Linked DNA regions of Rattus norvegicus: region 1 is linked to region 2. A link is a contact called in public Hi-C data. All regions are on one chromosome and are shown on one strand. The core of a region is the stretch at or near the end of the contact, and the rest is flanking DNA. Distances in the headings are between cores, read along the strand shown. Region 1 holds the start of Abhd3 (abhydrolase domain containing 3, phospholipase). Region 2 overlaps Greb1l (GREB1 like retinoic acid receptor coactivator).

Region 1 (3,568 bases), core at 900-3,399, 180 kb before region 2:
CCAGACTGCATTTTTTTATTCTACTTACATCAGGCAAGTTAAGAGGCGGGGATCACTGGGAAGTGGCTCTTCCCACAAGCCCGGGGCAGAGATGACAACACCTTATTTCCAGAGGTAGCAGTGCCAGTGCCCAGAGCAGAACTTAAGTCCCAAACAAAAAGCAGGAGTATTGCCCTCATGGGACCAGCTCTGCAATACTAGGGAAGCGGTTGGCGTCTCCTGTAGCCCAGGCTGGTCTCCGACTACTTTCTTTCTTTCTTCCTTCCTTTCTTTCTTTCTTTCTTTCTTTCTTTCTTTCTTTTTTCCTTTTTCTTTTCAACCACTTTAAACTTCTTCTTCTTCTTCTTTTTTTTTTTTTTAAGATTTGTTTATTTATTTCATGTGAATACGGTGTTGCTGTCTTCAGACACACCAGAAGAGGGTACCGGATCCCATTACAGATGGTTGTGAGCCACCATGTGGTTGCTGGAAATTGAACTCAGGACCTCTGGAAGAGCAGTCAGTGCTCTCAGCCGCTGGGCCATCTCCCCAGCCCTAAACTTCTTTTTTATTGGATATTTTTCTATTTCCATTTCAAATGTTATTCCCTTTCCTGGTTTCCCGGACATAAGCCCCCTATCCCATCCCCCTCTCCTTTTTCTATAAGAGTGTTCCCCTCCCCATCCACCCCCTCCAACTGCTTTTATTGCTACTTCATAACTATAACTTTGCTACTGTCATGAATCATAATGTAACTATCTGATATACAGGATATTGGATATGCCACCCCTGTGAAAGGGTTGTTCAACCCCCAAAGTGATCAAGTTGCACTGGTTGAGAACTGCTGGTCTACAGAAACAAAAACAAAGTGAGAGGGAGATACCAGAGAGCCTTAACTCAGTGAGGGTGAAGTTATTCTGGAAACCAGCCCCCAGCAAGCTTCAAAGACCAATTCGAAGCTCAGTAAATTGCTCACTTCCAACCCATCTCGTCTGCCTGTCAAGTGAGAGATCACCCACCTACAATCCTAACTTGTTGACAACACTTTATTATTTCAAAACTGTTATGATCCCAACGCAAAGAGGTGATGACTATCTGCAGCAACAGACATGCTAGTCGCCCTGAGTCGATCAATTAGACATGTATTGCCATCTCACACTGTAATCCACAAATACAAGTACCAAGAGCTGCTATTTAAAATAGTAGGGATGTAGTTCAGTTGGTGGAGTGCTTGCCTAGCAGGCAAAAAGCTCTCTGGGTTCTATGCCCTGCAGGGTATAAACTTGGATTGGTGGCAATCCCAGTTTGGCTGATAATCTGAGCACTAGGATGGTAGGTGAAAGCCGGAAAATCCTAAATTCTTAGCTACATAGTGAGTTCAAGTCCAGCCTGAGCTACATAAGACTTTGTCTTTAAAAAGAAAAAAAGCAATATATTCTATTAATTTAGAACTCTGACTTTTTTGTAGTCTCAGCAGTCCTTACCTTCGCTGTTTCCCTGTTTATTCTTGCCACTTTTGTTTCAGATGTCTTTAACTAGTCTTAGGCTTCTGTTATGTTGCCACAAACAAGCCTGTGAGAGCCTACTTCATAAATGGTTTCCTGTGCACATCCTAGGTAGCCATACACCTGTGAGTTAATTAACCAGCCACATGATTGAGTCCTATTTCCGGTACCTGACCTTTTCTAGACCTAGTTCTCATTTAATAGCCCTTAGCTATTTAAAAGATTCACCGGGAGACTGAAAGTCCAGCATGAGTGTCTTACAATTGATGGGATGCTTTTTTCTTTAAACAATCTCCCTAGGGACACAAGCTCCAATGGGACAGAGGATTCTCTCCCTATATCCTGCAAGCTCTCCTTCCCCATCTGCTTTGGAATCTGAAGCAAGTGCCGGTCTTCTGCAAACTGCTGCCTCGAGCTGGGCCGAGTCTACAGGTTCAAGGTCAAGTGGTGGCCCAGCCTGTTTTCATCTAGGCTCGCGTGCTCTCTCCTGGCTCTGGAGGGACACTGGAGGTCCACAGTCGGGAGGAGTTCCAGCGCGAGTCTGGAAGGTTCGCAGGTGGGGTGGGGCGGGCCGGGCTTGGTCACGCCTCCAGGGCCGCGGTTGGCTGAGGCCAAGCCGTGCTCCACCCCTTAGGCGCCTCTTCCCCGCGTCGCCGGTCCCCCGCGCTCCCGCGAGCTGGCCTCCGCTGCAGCTGCGCCGGGCTCGCGCCATGCAGCGCCTGGCCATGGATCTGCGGGTGCTGTCCCGGGAGCTGGCGCTCTACGTGGAGCACCAGGTTCGCGTGGGTTTCTTCGGCTCGGGCGTGGGCTTGTCGCTGATCCTGGGCTTCAGCGTCGCCTATGCCTGCTACTACCTGAGCAGCATTGCCAAGGTGAGCCAGGGGCGGGGGCAGTGGAGCGTGGCGGGCCCCAGGGACCCGCCGGTGCACGGGCGCCACTAGCCTCCCGCTGAGGTCCGGGGTCCTGCTTCTAGGTCCTCCCGGCCTCGGTCCGGCCTGCACAGCTGCAGTACTTCGGGAAGGGCACCCGGACTCAGTTCGCCTTTTCTCCCGGGATGCGACTGAGCGCAGCTTGGGACTGTTGTGATTGTGAATTCTGTGCGTCAGTCTCCGGGGAGATGGAATAGGAGGGCTCGCGCGGCCTTCGGGTGGGGACACTGCTAAGTCCACTGGTTGCTGGTTTACGACCGCCGTAAACTTTGTTCTGGACCCCTTACCAATGCTGCTTCTCCCGGCAGAAACCCCAGTTAGTGATTGGAGGGGAGAGTTTCAGCCGCTTCCTACAGGACCACTGTCCGGTGGTGACAGAAACCTATTACCCGACGGTCTGGTGCTGGGAGAGCCGAGGACAGACACTGCTGAGACCCTTCATCACTGCCAAGCCCCGGGTGCAGTACAGGAAGTAAGTGAATGTCCATCTTGAGCTGTGTCTTCTGAATCACTGATTTTAATTCAGGCTTCCAGTTCTTAGTTAATACACCTGTGCTTAACAAAAGAAACAATGTTAAAGAGAAAAGAAAATGGGAGGGATGCGGAGTCTACCCAGCGACCTCCATCTGCTGGAAAATGTTCAGGTATTGCTCCTCCCCACCTTTTTTGTTTTGTTTGTTTTGTTTTGTTTTTTTTTCTCCTTTACATCCTAATGTGAATGGACAGATGAACACCCTGGCTTATTTCTGGGATGTAAGAAGCGCTTTGCGGGCTTTTGTGTTACTGTTTTCCAATTTGTCGTTTCCGATTTGCCCTTGAGGACCTAGACACCTTGATGAGATGCACTAATGTATTCACATGTTGAGGATCCTGGAATAGGGGTTAGACAGCTGTCAATAGCTTTAGGTTTTGTGCGTCTCCCCACAAAAGAACTCATAGTAATAAGTACATGGATTTTTGAGGATAATGTCTTTTTTTAAAAATTATCTTTAATCCTTTTTTCCCCATCTTTTTTAAATTGGGTATTTCTTATTTACATTTCAAATGTTATTCCCTTTCCCGGTTTCCAGGCCAACATCCCCCTTACCCCTACCCCTCCCCTTCCATATGGCTGTTCCCCTCCCAGTAATGGCTCTCCCCCCATTACTGCCCTCC
Region 2 (3,551 bases), core at 614-3,113:
TGGTGGTGAGAGCCATCAAGGCCTCTGAGTACTGCTGGATGAGAAGATAGCATCGGACCACCATGCTATGCAGACGGGGGTACCTGTGACGGAACACGGGGAGTTAGCGCTCAGCAGACGGCCTGCAGGAACAGCGAGGCATGCGCAGTAAAATGCAGGTAGAAAACAGCAGGAAGGGGCTACTGTGCAGAATAACATTGGATCCCACATTACTAGAAGTGACTCCACGTGTAATGCATGCACGACCTATTGGGATAGGCAAAGTAAATTAGAGTTTGGGGGCTGGCCTAGTCATTCTACCTTCTTAAAGTACCTTGTGGGCCAGCACCGGGACCAGGAAGCTAGACCAGGAAGCTAGAACTGCCAGACCACAGAAGCAAGTCCCACAGTTGAACAGTTGAACCAGCAATTCAGATGCTCATTAAATACTGAGACACACAGGTTGGTACAGGTTAATTGTGAACGAGTCATAACCCCTCATGCTGCTGCAGAAGCACTGCCAGTTCTGCTCTCTGATATGTGACTACAGTAAAGGAAACTGAGACACTGCTGTCATTATTCTTGGTGGATCAGACATTAAAAAAGAAAAAGAAAAAAAAGGTAGTGTTAGAGAGTGCCTGTAACTCTCTAGCTTGGGTAAGCCCGAGGCAGGAGGATTGAGAAGTTTACCTCAGTCTGGGCTACATAATGTGCAGATTCCAGTTTAATGGGATGCTATTTTAAACAAACAAACAAACAAACAAACAAACAAACAACAACAACAAAACCCAAAAAAGTGAGTTGGTGCAGGGGAAATTAGAGCTAGCTAGAGAAAGAGCATCCCCTAGTGGCGAACCTTTTATTACCAGAGACGATTGGATTAAGAGAGCCTGAGAATCTGGGCATTACTGTTCTCCCCTCCCTAGACTGCTAGGTGACAGTCACATTGATCATGCTGGCTGTTTGGGCTAGGTAGCAAATAGATGTGTCATTTTGGTGCTCTTCCTCTGGAAGGGAGGCTTGATGACTAAAGAGAATAGGCCTCACTGGGTGCCTGAGAAAGTAGGCACTGGAAGGCAGGGAGGGCTGTGCAAACTTTGGCTGACTGAGGTGTTGAGAGTGGCAGAGCCCTGAGGAGTCAGTCTGGCCCCTTTCTTCTTGGCCACTAGTTGGTAGCTCATGAGCTGCTCAGCAGCAAGGTGGGCACCTCTTCTCTACTTCTAATTCTCCTCAAAATGTTCGCAAGCTTGCTTGGAAAAGCCCAGAGTCCAATACCAGTTAGAGCCATCGAATGAGCACCACAGCTTTGAGGGAGTGTACCAAAGGTGGCCAGTACTCTGGCCTCTCCACCTTTCATGGGACCAGTGTGGGGACTGAGAGAAATTCAGCTACTTGCTCTTGATCACTGCCTAGAGACTGATTGGGCTGCAATGATTCAGGTCTTTGTCATGTCTTCTAGTACTGCAGGCTTTGCTAGGCTGAGAAAAGCAGAGAAAGCCACGGTTGGGCCAGTCCCGGGCTAGTGCTGTCAGCCATTCAATAAGTCATAGATATTAATAGCTTGGGCAGAAAGCTGGAGGGGAAGAAACCACAGATGAGCTATATTTAAAGCTTAGGGTTACTTTACTGGCAATGGTTTTTCTTTCTTTTTTTTTTTTTAAGCCAAAGTTAGAACAGAGATTAAATTCAAAGTACAAACATTTACAATCCACACTTTGACAAAATTATGACTTAATGGTGAAATTTCCCCCATCTGTTTGCATTAAACTATAGTTGTGGTTTTGTATTACAAAATCTAGTGGAAGTTGATGGAACCATCTTTTAAAACACAAGCCATGCACTCTTGAGTCACTGGGTTGAAAGGCAAGTTCTAAGCAGGGGAAGGAAGTGGGTAGGAAAGTAAAACGGTGTCTTAGGGAGGACCACATTACAGTTAATGACACGGGTGCTGTCTGTTGCTGACGACCAATGCTGTGAGTGCGGGCTCCACTCTGAACTCGTTCCCTTCCCTGACACAGCGCTATCTTGCTGGACTGGGTATATCCACTTGTCTTTATTTTTTTCTCTTTTCTTAAAACATTTCCAGGATGATAGGGCAGGCTGGTAAAGAGCTGACTCAGCCCAACTGGGTTCAGTATTGGGAATCTAGAGCTACCAGGAGGTCTAGTTTACCTCACTGCCCATCTGAGACGGTCACACAGAGGGCGGGAGGGATGTTAACCTTTTGAGTCTAGGAATCAGGCTCTGAGAAAACAAAGACAAAACATTCCTGGAACTGAGGAATAAGGGAAGGCTGACATGTTAGAGAGAATTATCTCTAAAATAGAAGAAATCAGACTCTCAACCCTGAAGGTCAGGACTACAGGATGGGTCCCAAGGATAGACCATGTTTAAATGGGTTTTGTTCCTTAACTATGTTCTATATGTAGCCACGGCTTCCAATGTTTAGCTTGTAGGGAACTGTCTAAGGATACTTGCCCACAGTGAGCAGGTGAAGAGGTACAAAGCCTGAGGTATAATGTCAGGAGACTGGCTAGAGGTCAGGGTAGTGACCTTCAGCACACTGAAGCTACCTAGGAGACAATCTGGGGTATGAAAAATGGTACTGGTTCCTACTGTAGGACAGCCTGCCCTTGTTTGCCTTGTATGATCATCCGAAAGCCAGAATAGTAGAAGGCCATCTTGAGAAAGCTGTTTTTATTTGTCCTTTCCATATCACTTGCACAAGCACCACCAAAGACAATGTGACATGGCCAGACAGACATTCAACTGTTTTTGGCATATAGCTAAGGCCAAGGGCAGCCTTCCTTACCTCTCCAAGAGGGTGCTCACCATCTTTTCAAAGGTCTCATCGCATCTCAGGAGGGGGCTGGTGATTCCCCACTGCAGAGACTTGCTGTACTCATTCAAGCCAAAGTACAGCTTCTCGCAGCCCACGTCCTCCTAATTGGAAACAGCAGAGCAGGGTTTGGTGGGAGGTAAGGGAACAGTTGTGGAACTTGACATCGACATCGCATTCCTGCGGAACTTAGTACGGTTAGTGGCATGTTGATGTTTCCCTTAGGAAACTACACCCGGGTTTGTCTTCTTTTCCTTTTGTTCAGATACACAGGGCAGACACCTTCTCTTTTGGTTAGAAGTAGTTCTCCTTTCTGATGTATCCAGAGCACTTGGGAAGAAACTAAAAACCTTAAACACTAGGAGTGTCTTAGTCAGGGTTCCTATTCCTGCACAAACATCATGACCAAGAAGCAAGCTGGGGAGGAAAGGGTTTATTCAGCTTACACTTCCACATGGCTGTTCATCACCAATGGAAGTCAGGACTGGAACTCCAGCAGGTCAGGAAGCAGGAGCTGATGCAGAGGCCATGGAAGGGTGTTTCTTACTGGCTTGCTTCCCCTGGCTTGCTTAGCTTGTTCTCTTATAGAACCCATGACCACCAGTCCAGGGATGGCACCACCCACAGTGGGCTGGGTTGTTCCCCCTTGATCACTGTTGAGAAAATGCCTTACAGCTGGGCCTCATGGAGGCATTTCCTCAACTGAGGCTCCTTTCTCTGTGATAACTCCAGC

Evidence for each region. Hi-C and Micro-C count contacts between places; a contact is called where the count stands out from the background.
Region 1: a contact with region 2 is called in a Hi-C map of the A7r5 cell line, with 2.4 times the contacts expected there. The contact joins the promoter of Abhd3 here to the enhancer-like site in region 2. A contact is called at or near these places in 2 of 12 Hi-C or Micro-C datasets (the A7r5 cell line and Schwann cells).

Annotation. Positions count from the first base shown.
Region 1 is chr18:2,049,870-2,053,437 of GRCr8, reverse strand. It overlaps Abhd3 (abhydrolase domain containing 3, phospholipase), which reads left to right and starts at 2,149. Exons shown (of 9, transcript NM_001106162.1): 1 at 2,149-2,356; 2 at 2,722-2,885. The coding sequence starts at 2,195.
Region 2 is chr18:1,866,388-1,869,938 of GRCr8, reverse strand. Greb1l (GREB1 like retinoic acid receptor coactivator) reads right to left here. Exons shown (of 33, transcript XM_039097272.2): 19 at 2,792-2,922; 20 at 1-83. Among named protein-coding and RNA genes, the nearest start is that of Hspd1l1, 7.4 kb to the right of the region's middle. Within about 2 kb of position 1,863, at least 12 of the 93 cell types and tissues checked have an H3K27ac peak or open chromatin away from gene starts, as enhancers often do. A contact at or near this core is called in the A7r5 cell line, where this site is marked.